Linked DNA regions of Hordeum vulgare: region 2 is linked to region 1. The links are chromatin contacts, called in public Hi-C maps. All regions are on one chromosome and are shown on one strand. The core of a region is the stretch at or near the end of the contact, and the rest is flanking DNA. Distances in the headings are between cores, read along the strand shown.

What was found. A called contact is a pair of places that touch in the nucleus more often than the background predicts.
Region 2: a contact with region 1 is called in a Hi-C map of leaf, with 4 times the contacts expected there. The contact joins the enhancer-like site here to the promoter of LOC123403910 in region 1. A contact is called at or near these places in 2 of 6 Hi-C or Micro-C datasets (leaf and an unstated tissue) and 1 of 1 datasets of contacts at active chromatin or transcription factors (embryo).

What each region holds. Positions count from the first base shown.
Region 1 is chr6H:326,089,824-326,097,633 of MorexV3_pseudomolecules_assembly, reverse strand. It overlaps LOC123403910 (protein NBR1 homolog), which reads left to right and starts at 3,437. Exons shown (of 7, transcript XM_045097820.1): 1 at 3,437-3,756; 2 at 5,522-6,786; 3 at 6,888-7,002; 4 at 7,250-7,477; 5 at 7,587-7,736. The coding sequence starts at 3,685.
Region 2 is chr6H:326,416,643-326,424,452 of MorexV3_pseudomolecules_assembly, reverse strand. No RefSeq gene overlaps it. Among protein-coding and RNA genes, the nearest start is that of LOC123403910, 330 kb to the right of the region's middle. Within about 2 kb of position 3,237, at least 2 of the 3 cell types and tissues checked have open chromatin away from gene starts, as enhancers often do. A contact at or near this core is called in leaf, where this site is marked.

The DNA.
Region 1 (7,810 bases), core at 2,188-4,687:
CCGGTCCGGGTTAGTTGTAAATAAATCATATAAAGTGCATAAAAAGCCATATACAAAATTATAAACATAGGTAAATATGGCATGAATACTTTATAAATTATCGATACGTTGGAGACATATCATCAACGAGGGTGGGAAGAAGGACAAGAACCAACACAGATGGGTTGACATGCGTTGGAAGACAAGACATGGACCTATTAAGATCTTGGGGCACGTTTGGTTGCCCGCATAAGATCCAACCAGGCCCGTGTGAGAGAAAACGAGCTAATTGGTTGCCATCATACACTATTGGGCCTGCATCGCATGAACTTTAAAGCAGCTATGGGTCTATCTCACGAGGAACGCTTGAATTGGCAGTTTCTCATGAGCCAGGCCCTCGCGAGGCACGTGGGAGGCAGGGGCTGCCCGCGAGGAGCCACCCTCGAGAAGCCACATTGCTTCCCGAATCGGTGGTAGTTATTACACTCATCTTCCCTCATTCCTCTCTCTCCCTCTCCACTCTCCCCTCTCTCCACTCACCTACAGCGGCGAGGGGATGCAGTAGATTGAAGAAGAACAAGTCGACCTCAGGCCACCTTCATCGGCATCCACGACGAAACACGTTGGCAATGGCGGTAAGCAATCCCCCTCTCCGCACCTACTACTTTGCATTCGATTCGAGTTTAGGTTTGATCCACGTTAGGGGAATGGGGAATCGGGGTATCATAACATCATCATGACTAGTGGTAGATAGGAGGTTCCTGATACAGATTGAGTACAATAGGGATGGGGATTAGGGTTCATCTTACACAATACACATAGATCTTAGCCTCGGGGACCCCAGAGGCGCTTGGAGAGGCGGGTGACCTTGGACTTTCTCTTGGTCTTCTCCTCGACCCGCACCATCGTCTCTTCTTCCTTGTCGGAGTCCATCTCGATGGGCATGCTTGGTGTCCTGGCTCTGGCGCCCTCACAATCATGGCCACCGCATTTTCTTCCACCTCCATAGCCACCAGTTCTTGATCCTTCTCGAGCGGCACCACCACAGTGTTTGTGGTGAAGTACACTACCGCACGATGGTCATGAGGACGTCGGTACTGTCCGTACTTGGCCCACTTTTCCCTCTATCCAGCAACGCCAGAGTCGGCCTAATTCATGGTCCAACGAAGTATGTCGAGTGACATAGTGCCCTTCGCTGGGTGAGGAATCAATGTCTTCAACTCCTTCGATGTGGCCTTCTTCACCACATCGTCTGATTCTTTGTGCAGCTTGTCCATGCTGTTGAAGTTTAAGCACACTGCCATGGTGTTCTCAAACTTGGTGCGGTCACCGAGCGAGCATCCTAGGAAGAATGCCCTTCATCCAATGCTCCAAGGGAAGGGGTTGGGAATGGGGTTGGGACTTGGGGTTGAGGTTGGGGTTCAACTTGTTGTCGGAGTTCATGGCGATGGGTTGAAGGAAGAGTGAGTGACACATAGGTGGAGTGGTGACCGTCAGGCTGGGTAAATAAAAGGGGTTCTGGGCGATAGGTTTTAATGACGATGTTGCAATGTTCATATTGCAGATCGTGACCGTTTGAACCTCTTCACAATGCAGATCGACACGTGGAGCAAGGGGAAGGAGGTGGTGCCACCAAAGGGGCAAGACAAGGGCAAGGACGTGGTGCCTTCCGCAAAGGTGACGCCCGTCCAGAGCCCTCGCACGGAAGATGATGAGCTGGAAGAGCCTCGAGCGGCAAGCGCCAAAACTACGACCACTACCATGAGGTGGGAGGGCCAACCAACTTTCGCAAGGTGACTATGCCCCCCAGCTGGAGGCCATACCTATGTCGTTGGACTTCACGAATCACTTCGAGTCAATGTCACATGAGTTCAAGCTAAAGACGAACATTGACTCCTCCTCGAGGGTGACCGTTCATGTGTTGAACGGAGGGTCACCCTCGATCAGGGTTGGGCCACCTTCGCCACCGTCCATCAAATCAAGATAGGCTTCATGATGACCTTCAAGCTACTCACTCCCGACATGCCGAAGGTCATCGATGTCATTGAAGTGGTGACCAGGTGCGGGAAACACAACGACACCTTCGCCGTGAACCCTTAGGACAACCCGACATGCCCCACCCTGCTTTTAGTTCCATCTCAAACTGGTTTGCGTGTAAACTGATGTGTGTGTTTTAATTGTGGCACAATATCTATATCTATTATGTTATGTTATGTGTGTTCTTCCTGAGGCCGTTGTATGCTCGTAACCTCACCACCGCGTTCAAAATGTTTCCACATAACAACCGGTGCATGCCACCAAACATTACGCTCTATGTTTGCGCTTACACAAATGGGTAACCAAACAATATGTCTAGAGTGATACCTCATGCAAGAGTATATGCATACAACCAAACTAAATGGAGATATTAGTTTTGTGTCTGTTTTACCTCAACCAGGCCTTGTTTATCTAGGCTTCACGGGCCAGTCCCAGCGCCTACCAAACACGTCCTCGATGACTTAGGATGAGGTATGGTATTTACACTGACCCCTCAATTGCCAAATCCCTGAGCCATGAGACAAGGTTTCTCAGCCGCGTGGGTAGGAAGAAATCGAGGGGGATTAAGGCCTTGTTTGGCAGGAAGGGGGTGGGGAGGATTGTGTAGGGAGGTTTCAGAGGATTGGGTGAATCCCTTACTTCCACCCAATCCTTTCAAATCCCCTCAATTGTTAAATCCGTGAGCCATGAGAAAAGATTTCTGAGCCGCGTGGGTAGGAAAAAATCGAGGGGGATTACAGAGGATTGAAGAGGTTTGCTCACCACAAACCCTGTCCATTAAATGAACATACGCGAAATCGCGTGGTTTTTGATCCCCTCGAAAATAATCCCCTACAAACCTTCTCAAACCCTGCGCACCAAACAAGGCCTGAATGACTTCTTTTTTGATAGGATCAATCGATTAGACAAAAAAAGAACACTCGATTGAATCCCGACCGACTAAGGTTATATTGCGGGCCCACTCGTCATCGACCCAGAGGATCGGGCCGGATCGAGGAGGCAAGAGGTTCTCTCGTATTGCGGAGAAAGAAGATCCGCAGAATTAAAATAACGTTAAAATTCGAAACCCTTATCCGTATCCTGCAGCTGACACATGGATCGCACGCGTGGAGCCCACGACGCGACACTGGACAGGCGTTAAATGCGTTTTCACCCTCTACTTCACAAGTCTGACAGGAAATCCACGCACACAAATCCAAAGGAAACCCCTAGGCAGTTTTACACTCAGCTCCCTCGTACCCGCGCAGGCAGGCGGTGCGAGGCCTCGCTCGCTGTACGCACAGAAATCCAAAGGAAACCCCTAGGCAGTTTTACACTCAGCTCCTCGTACCCGCGCAGGCAGGCGGTGCGAGGCCTCGCTCGCTGGCGCCTGGGCCCCACCCGGCACGACTTAATTGCCCCAACGGTGTCCATCCTTCGCACCGAAGGAAAAGGCGTGATAAAAGAGGACTCTAGCACCCGAGCCTTGGCCCGCACCCGCACATCGCCACTCTCCCCCACGCCACCACCACCGCCGCTGCGGCTTACGGCTACGCAGCTCTCGCGTCCCTCGACGCCGCCGCCGCTGTCCGAGGTTTCCGGCCGCTAACTTCGTCTCCTCTAGGATTGACCCGCTCCTCCACACGATCGCTGCGTCCTCCGCCTCTCCCACAGGGTTTCTCTGCCGCCATGTCCGGCCTGAGCGCGCCGCCGTTCGACGGCCTCGCGTCGGGGCCCGACCCCTGGGACGTCGTCGTCAAGGTGATCCTTCTCTTGGTCTTGAGCTGTGGTTTTGTTTCCCCAGTGATTAAGGGATACGTGCGAGAGAGGGGAACCGCTTTTTGAGGGGTTTGATTCGCGTCGTTCAAGGGGGCGGCTTCGTGATTGCTGGTTGATTGGGCGTGGCTTAGGTGTGAGGTTGGGGTTTGCTCACTTATCGGACGTATTTTACGTGTTTGGTTTTGTGGTTACTTTCTGCAGCTTTTTTCTAGGAGTAACCATAGTTTAGTCAAATATAATTGATCTCTTACAATCGAATAGGTGTAGAATAAGATTGATCACACAGGTTGTGCGCATGATGTGGCTGAGGCTCCTATATTTCTTGGTAGTACGAGGGAACGCGTGTATGCCGTTCTCTCCGGGATCTGTTTTCGAGTAAAAATGGGATATGCTCTTGGTGTGCCTCAGCAAGTGATATGTTGGATTAGTGATCGATGGACGTTGCGGGCACGGCCTTGCTCATGTTTGTTGCTAAAATATGCACCTGACCCTGTTTTACTCCAAAATATGTTTGACAGATCAACTTCATACTATTATTTGATCATGGATCGGTGCCTATTGTATATATGCGTAGCACAAAGTAACACTTCATATTTTAGACATCTAAGCTCAAATCTGAGCAATTAAATCCAGTTTATTGCTGGGTTAAAACTTGTAATTGCTATATCAGTACCGATATCAAATATTGTTTATTGAATCTTGATTATGGGGTTAATTGTATCATCGATGCATGTAATCACTAGTCAGCTGACCAGTCCTTTGTCCATCACATGTCATGGTAGTCTTGTCCTTCACTTTATGGCTCTTTGAATAAAGTTGTGTAGTTTGCTCTAGTAACTTTCCGATTGAGTATTCCCATGCATCGATCCTTCTGTATATTTTGTAACTTCATGACTTGATGAACAAGTTATATTTTTATGAGTTCAACATTGGTTGGTCATTGATGAGTCTAATTTTGTTTACATTTCATCTTACTTCTTAATGTGTAGTGAGAGATTAATAACATTGCATCCATTAAGAGACCAACCTTATCTATGGTAGTTTTCCGTCTCTTGTATAGGCTGCCATCAGCTCGTCACATAAGCTAAATTGATTCAATAGACTCTTTGATTAATTATGTTTTGACCCTCGCATAGGCTACTGTCATGTAAGTTAAATTGGTACATTTTCTCTCTGTACATTTGTGTAAACTATGCTTTCATTATGGCCCTTACCTAATTGATAGAAGAGAAGAAATTATGATCAGTCTTTGTACATCTATAATCTAGAACCATAAGACTTGCACTATCATTGAGTAGTTTATTCTCTTACCTAATTGGTAGAAGAGAAGAAATTATGATCAATGCAACCATTCAGTTTGATATCAGTACCTCTAGCTATAAGGAAAGTTATGCTCTGGACATCAAATTCCTCTAGCATAGCGTAGCTGCCAACATAACTGAAAGTAAATATGAGCTATCCTCTTATGTTGCTTACCAATTGGGCATGATGTCTGTACCATATATTACCATCACCATATGCTCTCTGAGTATTGCTCGTTTGACTGTCCTTCGACTTATGTAGTATAAGGACTAGTGAGTTCTTCGACCATTGTTTTGACCTGATCTCTTATAGTTTAGCTATGCATTGAGGTCGTGTAAAAATTGGTTGCGTTTTGGATCATTATGATGTCCTCATGGTTTGGGTGTCATATGATCTAATTGTGTTCTATCATAGGGTTCTCATTTCTCCCTTCTCCATATTCCAGGTCAAATATGGTGACACACTTAAGAGGTTCAATGGCTATGTCAACGGAACACACTTCACTTTGAATCTATCTGCTCTTCGTTCCAAAATTGCAAGTGCTTTTAAGTTTGGCCCTGATGCTGACTTCATTCTCACTTACACTGATGAGGATGGGGATGTTGTCATGCTGGACGATGACGAGGACTTGCATGATGCAGCTATCCATCAGAAACTGAACCCTCTCAGGATTAATGTTCAGGTAAAGAATAGCCATGCTGATGCATCTCACATTAACCGGCAGGATTCAAGACCTAAACCTGTTAGGGACACTACTCAGGATCCATTAGCTCAGATAAAATCAGTAATTGATGAAGCTTTGAAGCCCATATCAGAACCTTTGAGATCCACTGCAAGGGAAGATCCACTAGCTCATTTAAAATCAGCCCTTGATGAAGCTATGAAGTCTATCCATGAGCCAGTTCCTGAATCCCTTGCAAAACTTTCACGTGAAGTACTTGATGCAGCACCACCACAATTAACTGATCTGATAAAACCTTTTGTGAACTTGATCACATCAACCAACAGTAGCCAATCTGCTGGGCATGCTGAGAGTTCACCTGTCTCCAGTGGTGTGCAGCAAGCACAGGTTGATCTCAAAGCTAATGATCAGCCTAAAGTTGATTCAAGTTTGGGTTCATCTGAGACAAGAGGTCTTAAAAGTGTGTTAGCTGAAGTTCCTGCTGCAGTCATCACTGAAGCTTCTCAAGGCCAACAAGGATCATTATATCCTTCTGTTGAGGATTTGCTGTTCACCTCTAATTCAGGTGGTAACAGTTCTGGTTGCAAGGGTATGAGTAATGCTGAAAGTAAGGGGAAGTCTGTCATGCCCTCTGCTGAACCACTGTCTCGTTCCACTGTTCCCAATTTTCGTCCAAGTCATCCAAATGCATCTGGATATGAATGGTACCAGCCACGAAGATCGACGGATGGATGGTCCCAGCCGAAATCCATTTGGCAACCTGAAGCTAATGTCAAACCAGCAAGTGATCCTGGATGGCGTGTTCCAATGTATAAGGCGCCTCACCCATCCCCACCAGTCCCCCATGCACCCTTGGGCTATGGACATTCTCCACAATTTCCTTACCCTGGCCGTCTGCTATCTGCTGGGCGTCTGCATGGGAATCTTAGTAATAACAGTGAGAGGTCACCACGAATTTCACATAGGTGGATCCAGTGTGATGGTTGTGGAGTTCAACCAATTGTTGGGCCACGCTACAAGTCTAATGTGTAAGATCTTCTTAAATTGCAACTACTCTCAGAACTATAATTATTTGTCATAGCTATTTCTTGGTCTCCTTACTCTTGACATCTTCTGTTTCTGCCATCAGGAAAGAAGATTATGATCTGTGTGATACCTGCTTTCGTCGTATGGGAAGTGAGGTTGAGTACACCAGAATAGACAAGCCTATCCTGCCACACAAGTTATCTCGGGACCTTAATTTGGTGAGTTGCTTTAGTCAGTACAAATAAGTTGCTAGGTGTGAAGTAACGGAGGCGATTGGCCCCTTAAGTAGGAGTTGAATCAATCTTGAAAGCTTTTCAGAGACTAATTTTTGCAATTGGGCATTCGCTCCTAATTATATTTCAGCTCTCAGGGTTGAATAATATACACCGCCCTAGGATAATAATGATAGTACCCATACTATATACTTTCTTGGCTACTAGTAGATTAATATATTCTTGATTTCAGTGCCGGAAAATCCATTCACGTGTTTCGATGAAGTCAAAACGTGAGAAACTTGAAAGCCGCTTCATTTTGGATGTAACGGTGCTGGATGGCACACTTATGTCTCCTTCAAGCCCGTTCACTAAGATTTGGCGCATGCACAACAATGGGTCTATCATGTGGCCCCTGGGAACACAGCTAATTTGGGTCGGTGGAGATCAATTTGCACTGCAGACCTCTGTCCCACTAGAGGTATAGCTACCATGCATATTGTTTCAAGCTCTGCTACGAATTGCATGTTAAGCTGAATATCAGCTGCGATTAAAAAAATCTCCAGTTCTGAGTTGGTATGGTTGTGCAGATTCCATTGAATGGATTTCCGGTGGATCAAGAGATGGATGTTGCTGTTGATTTTGTGGCGCCTGCAAGGCCTGGGAGGTATATATCTTACTGGAGACTGGCATCGCCTTCTGGTCAAAAATTTGGTCAGCGAGTTTGGGTTCATATCCAGGTTGGGTATCCTACCATTTCTTTTTCTGTACGTGGATGTATGATCTAGATGCTTGCCTTTGTTATTATCACCTC
Region 2 (7,810 bases), core at 1,988-4,487, 330 kb before region 1:
TAGTACCACTTACTTGTGGCACTGCCGCTTGAGTCATGTTGGTATAAATTGCATGAAGAGGCTCCATGCTGATGGATCTTTATACTCCCACGCTACTCCCACGCGTGGGAGGGCTTTTAGTCCCGCTCGAGCTTTCTTCGCAGCAGCCGAGACGCGCACCCAAGCTCCCATATAGCTTGACGGAGAGTGTGTTCTCCGCCACCTTCTTGAAGCGGAGAACATGCCTATCCCAAAGGTTCTGGGCCCGGGCGAAACTTCTCCACCCGCGGCCGAGGAACAGGATCCAAGGCCCAGTGCGCAACGCAACCACCAGCGCGGCGCCATTACCGCAGCCGTGCATGCGGAGCCACAGGGTCGGCCCCCCCTCTCCGTCCATTGCCTCGGCGAAGACACAAGGGAGTCGAAGACGGGACCGAATGGGCCCTCACAGTTGGACAAGGAACTCCATCGGGTTCCTTCCGACGTGGGCAGCATGGGCCGCCACCGGAGCAAGCCCCGGGTAAGGCGGAGGCGTTGGAGTAGCGCTCCGCCTCCCCCGGCCTCGACCTCTGTAGCGACCTCGGCCCCTCGCCCTTCCTACACCACGGGCGTTCGGGCCACCTTCCACTACGGCACCCTAGAAGCTGTGGCATGATCTGAGCGGGATCCCCTCGCTGCCCTCACGGCAGACGGTGGCCGACCCCGTCCCCTAGCCATGGTTAGGGACAAGCACCACCAGCGGACAGAAGAAGACTTAGAAGACCAAGATCGAGGAGTTGGACGATTCAAAGGGAGTTGGGTGAGCAAAACCCCTCGCAAACCCTCCCAATTTGTAGAACGGGGCACAGGGGCTAGCGTCCCTTACTCCAGAAGCCACCACCCTCTATGACCAATCGCTCGAGCTCACGGCCGAACAAAGAACCGCCCTGATGCGCCAATGCATGCACGGGCGGGCCCAGCCACTACTACACCTTTCAAGGCCTCGACTGCCACCTATCGATCAATGACTGCGCATGCCACGCGCGTGGCAGAGGCGTCTCAGGAGGCGGAGAGTCCACTCCTTGCACGACCTCCCACTTCGCGCATCCGATGCGCGGCGTGGCGAAAGGCAACCGCCAGCAAATCCAGCCACGAAGGCCCATACACCTCTTTGGGCCTGGCCCAACAATGCTCCGCGCGCATGTGTGGCCCAGGCCCGGGGGCTCCTGTCGATGAACTAAAGACTGGGGTCTCTAGTACCCCAGACTTGTGCACGGGCGCGAAGAGCCCTTGACCGTAGGGTGCGGGAGGATCCAGACAGGGGTCAGCCACAACACTACAAGAAATATGCTCATACATGACGTTTTTTAAGATGTCGTTGATGAATTCGTCATAAATCTATGAGGATTTCATCCGAGATCGTCGTAAACTGTTTGAGGGGATCAAATCTACATATAAAATACGACGATGTGAGTCAAAAATGTCGTAACCGCATAAGATAAGATCGTCATAACTTTTACGACGATTATAAAAATGTCGTAACATGTTCTAACTATGTTGACATGTCACTCGTGGTTCAATTCTATCCTACCCCATCCTAGTTTGTGAAGCAACCTACTATTCTATCATTCCAAAAATTCTCGAAAAAATCTCATAAATACTTTGGATCATATATTCCTCAAATATGTGAAAACCCTTCCTTCCATAGTTCAAAAATAATTCTGCAATATTCATTTTGCCTATTCTGTTCAGAATAGCACTTTGTGAAGAAAGTGATATTTCTATTTCTTTGATCACCCTCATCTTTACCTATTGATAAAGCACCTATTGCTTCTCTGGTACGTTATTAAAATTACCCTGAAAGTTTGCTTAAATTACCCACTATGCCACCCATAAGTGAAAAAAACGGTTCAGAATTCTTTGTCAAAGTCGTCGTCGCGGTCAGTTATTAAGATATGAGAACTAAAAATCATGAGCACGCGCTCGGTTTGGTGGCTAGAGCGGCTGCCTTCCACACAACACGCCCAGGTTCGACGCCTTGTAGGCACACATTTTTTCATCCCTATTATTTCTCTTTGTATATAGCAGCAAACATGGGTTAATGGACCAGCCCATGTTTTATTATTTCAATATATTTTTTATTTAAATTAATACATGATTTTCCAAAATTCCAATTTTTTTAGTTTTGAAAAATATGTTCATGAAATCATAGAATATTTGGACATTAAAACAAAGGTTCAGAAAATTAGAAAATGTTCACGGATTCAAAAAATGTTGATGATTTTAAAAAATGTCTGCATATTATAAAATAATTCACACAATGTCTATGAATTTTCAAAAATCAAATACCCAAGTCATTCCCCATTTACAAAAAAATCATCGATTCAAAAAAAGTTCACCGAATAAAAAACTGTCCATGCATTTTAGAAAAGAAATATGTTTACATCAATCGAGAAAACTTGATCACACAGACACTGATTTTCTCTTTTTATAGCAGCAAACACGAGTTCATGTGCCAGCCCATGTTTTATTATACCATTTATTTTGTACTTCTTTAAACTAATTCATGATTTTTCAAAATTCCAATTTTTTGAGTTCTGGAAAATATTGTTCATGAAACCATAGAATGTTCCAGAATTGAAACATAGGTTCAAGAAATAATAAAACGTTCACGGTTTAAAAAATTGATGATTTTTAAAAATTGTTCACATGTTATAAAATGATTCATAATTTTGAAAAATATATTCAGCAAATATAAAATGTTCATAATTTTTAAAATGACCATTTATCCAAAACATATTAGTGAATTTGAAGAAAATGTCTATGAAGTAAAAATAACGTTGAGAAAAACTAAAAAAATATTGAATTTCAAAATTTATTCCCCATTTTAAAAAGTTCATAGACTAAGTAAAAAACTGTCCATGCATTTCAGAAAAAAGATAGTGGGCATCAACCAACAAAATTTAACCACGACCATAATTGACGAGGATGGAAGAAAAGATAAGTGGCAACATGATGGGCCACCGTGTTAAGTACAAAAATAGAGGATGCTCATATGTCGGGGTATTGAGACATACTTATTTGGCTATAACGTAATACTTTTGTCACCCATTGCAACGCACGGGCATATTTGTTATAAAACTAAAGTTGTTTAATAATGAAATAAAAACAGAAACATGTAATAAAAAGAAAGAAAGAAACCCATTTGGCCCAAACTGGGCCAGCCCCAGTCAGCCCACCTAACCGGGGGGGTATTTAACCCCCATCTAACCCTAAATCCTCCCACAGCCTCACCCCACGCCGCGACCCCATCCACTAGGGGAAATATCTCTGTCCCACGCTCTCTCCTCTCAGGCACCGCGCGCCGCCCATGCTTCACCCCCCTCTCGCAGCCCTCCGCCGCCTCCTCCTCCTCCTCTCCCCGCTCGCCTCCTCCCCCACGCCATGGAGTCCTCCTCCACCGCCGCCGCTTCCGCGCGGCACGCAGAAGGTGGCGCGGCGGAGGGGGAGTACGAGTAGGTGTTGGTCCGGCTCTCCTCGCTAATCACGCAGAAGGTGCGAGCACACACCAGCAACCATGGCAACTAGTGGGACCTCATGCACCGCTACCTCCAGGTCCCTCCCCTCCACCCTCCTCCTCCTCCTCGTGTGCATCGCGTGGATTTTCTTGTCTGATCCGGATGGATTTCGTTCTTCAGATCCTCGAGCTGGAGGAGCCCATCGCGCGGATGAAGGTCATCCATGTCGCCAGCACCAAAGGGAAGGTAAATCACCTGATGATATGCAACTCCCTCCATTGTCGAATTAGAGTGTTAGCCTGTCAGGCTCTGTAATAGTATGTGTGATTTCCTTTCATTTCCACCCTGATGCAGAAACTTTATCAGTGATCGTTGGGGCATTCTAAAACAGCATCAGATAGCCACTTCTACAATTGTTATTTCAGGTAACAGCATCAGAAGGCATGTTGCCCAAACTAAACATGTAAGGCTCTATATAGGGCTATCATCAATGTTCAACAGTGATTAAGAATACATAACGAGGGGACTTCCAAGAGTAAACAGTGTCCAGAAAATATGCAAGGTTCTCTGTAGTTTGAAACAACAAAAACAAAACATAAGCCTCTCAAATATATTTTTATTCAATTTTAAAATGTTTCTTCAGTCGTAGCAATAGAATAGATCCATTGTCACATGCATGCCCCCAAACTCTGTCTGCCTCACAGAAGCCGATACACGGAACTCAACATGTATGAACAGGGATGGTTGGAGCATATACATGGTTGTAACAAAAGGTATGGGAATAGAAAGTATAGTTCTGCATTTACCTCGTGTGAGATGCCACAAAATTAGACCTTGTGCATCCCCTAAAACTGGGCAAAGAAGTCTTGCAAGGTTCATAACAATATTTAGAAACAAGAAGTTAATTTTTTTTTGCTTAGTTATCATAGATTTCCATTCACTTGATCTCTAGATATCCAGAAATCTGTTTTCAAACATGTTGCTTCAATGGTCAACTCCATCATTGGCTATATTTTAGACTTCCTACACTTCTTGCATTATCTTCTTTACAGAAAATTGAGGCGTCTGTTCCTTGTTTGTGGTTCCTAGGCATCTACATCATCAACCTGGGCAAGACATGGGAGAAGCTCCATCTCGCGGCGATGGCTTGCTGGATCATCCGCGCCGCTGCTGCCCTTCCGCGCGCGCGGCTTGCTAGATCATGGCGGCCTCGTTGGGTTGCTTCGCGGTAGATTAATGCAAAAAAATATGATCAACAATATATTGTATTGTCGATGTCCAACTATGTGCAGTACTCATGACAGATTTATATAAGAGGGAATAATACCATACAATTCACGTGTTTTGGATTTGCTGTATCTTGAAGAATATCAAGCAAAAAAGGTTAATACCATGTCCCAGTTTAGCAAAACTTATGTGTTTCATCCGTTTCAGGGAGGAGTTATGGGTATCTCCATTGAGGTTCGTGAAAGCTTGAAGATGCTAGACCATGAAGGTGATCACACAATAGATGCAATGGATTTTCTCTCAGCCAGAATGTTTATTTTAAATTTCGTCCTAAAGACTATAGTTATAGCAGTGATCCTATTGTTCAGTTAAGAGAAATATGATACTCTAATGCTTTGTTAGTTGGCGATTCTTTGTTTATGATTCCCAATGTTCTATGGCTGGAAAAACGTACATGTTCAGGTGTTCTAGGGTAGTCTGCACCCCTCCGGCCGCAGAGGGTTTGCAATGGATTTTCTCTCAGCCAGTTTGTTAATAGGGTTTGCAAGCATTCTTTCATTGATCTGTAGTAAGAACTTGCTAACTGCTCCCACGGTGAATAACGTAACCTCTGCCATATGCTTCCACTAGATTAGGTAATTTATCTATTTAGGTTGCGCTTGGAAATTTTGTTAGACTGAAACATCCCAATTGTAGCTATATACTTCTAGAATATACTTTGTGAATTATTTGTCGTCCTAATGGACTCATTCTATGCATGTTCTAATAGATATTTGCAGGTACAATGTCGTTCAAAACATCTTGAGCCTGTGTGAACATAATATTCAAATGATAGCCTAAATTTCATAATAATTCATGTCATCTTGCGACCCGTTCCTTTGGGACTCAAATAGAATAATGATATCTTTTTCTCTACAATAAGCACATCTATCCTGATTTTGCAATGCCAAGGTTGACTCAAACCCATTGACTAGTTGAGACTAGTCGATTTGCCAGGCTCGACTCATCATGAGTCGCTACCCCAGAACGACTCATCGACTCAAAAACCTTGATATGTTGTTTTTTCTCTCTTATAACCTCGTCAATCTTTTGATGGATGGAGGGCTTGCTTTTGTTTTAAAAAAACGTCCTGTGCTAATTAGTTCTCTTGTATTTTTTTGACATGTATAATCTTCTTTGTTTTGCATCCAACTAGCTGACCTTTTGCCTGCATTCTCCTGCCAGGTTTCCCTATACTTGGGATAGAATCGCAGAAAATGCAAAATCCTGATCTCTGTAAGGCAATGGGAAAGAAATCTGACCAAAAGGGTGTTCGTATCAGAAGAATTGAACCAACTGCTCCTGAATCTAGATGCATGCAACCTTGTGATATTATTCTTAGCTTTGATGGTATTGAGATCGCCAATGATTTATAGCTTCTGTCATACTTTATACATGTATCTACGTATTATCATTCATTCTTGTTCACTTCACGACACATGTTCAGTTCTAGCTATAGGTTATACTACTCATTCCAATGAAGTACAAAGTGTTCGTTTTGAGTTGGGTCATCGAATGAAACTCTATTATGATAATAAATAATGTCATTCCTTCCGTGCATATTACACTATATACGGTCTAAAGCTTTGAGATGGGTTGATTTTGTGTTGAAAATGAATTCCACATCACTAGTATTAGCCATCTGATACCACTCACAAGTAGTTCCCCAGTTGATTTGCATAAATAGCACTAGTCTGATCAGTGTTAGTTCCCCAGTTAATTTGCATAAATATCACTAGTCTGATCAGTGTTTTATGCAAATACACCTGTCGGATAATATTAATAAAAGTCCACCTTTTGGCCCCAAACTCGTCAAAAGTTCATTTTTGACACCCGAACTCTAAGACTGTCAGAGTTGCTACCTCGAACTATGAAATCCTCCTGTTTTTCACCCATAGGTGGTTTTGCACGTGATATTGGCTGATGTGGATGCCATGTGTCCACCGCAGCACTGCCGTACCATTCCCATGTCACTACGTTTCTGTTATTGATCTTCTCGACTAATGTTTCTTCCATTTCTGACATTTTTTGGAAGCTTTTTATCTGAATGGTGGAGTTGGTTTTAGACTGTTTTCTGTTGAAGTGTTTGTTTTATTTATGGTAGTGGCATTGTTTTAGTACTGCAGCTTTTATAAAACTGTATATAATGTTTTTTTATAACTAGCAGCTTTTATACAACTCTGACATCTAGTATAATGGATATATTTTGTGATTTGAAGTTACTAGGAAAGTGGTGAGAAGATGTCGATGATGCCTACTTGGGACTTCTAAATCAACACGACATAATTTTTTTTGAACCTATGTCTCATGGGATAGTGAAATGAACTCCATTGTTAGCACATGTGTCATTTGTCTATTGTGCAATTCTATCCATTTTTGCTATATTCCTATGAAAGGAAATGTATTCATCAGATGAGTTATTGTGTTATGTAAACTTGGGAGATGTATTATGTGATGTTATATGATGGATGATTTTTATTCGACTTGCAGTTTCCTTGATCTGAATATGAATACTGTTGGATTTAATATTAGAGAAATAATTGGGTTGAAAAGGCCCAACAAATAGAAATGAAACCAAGTTCTGGAATAAAAAGTTGTGGAAATCAAAAATAAGAAAAGGCCAAAACTGGAACTGGACCAAATGTATTTGGGCACTAAAAGGCCAGGGTCTAAATTATAATGATAATAAATAATTAAAAAGAAAATACTAGAAGTGGTTGTAAATAGGCTAAGGCCCAAAAAGAAGTCCAATAAAGAAAATCCCAAAAAAAATAAAACCAGCCCATGTGATCAATTGAAATGGGCTGGGCTGATTTCAACCATGACGTTTTGATTTTGTCGTAATTTTGCCACGTAGGACTGCCAGGGTTAGATTTCCAACGACGATTTAGGATCGTCGTAAAGGTTACGGCAATCCTGGAATCATCGTAAAAGTTACAACGATTTTGATCAAAACGTCGCCGCTGTTCATTTGTGATGCTCCGTTTTCGACGCTTGGTTTTTCGTCGTGAGATCATCGTAAATTAAAAACCGTGACGATGTAGCGACGAAAAAATAGCGTCGTGTAT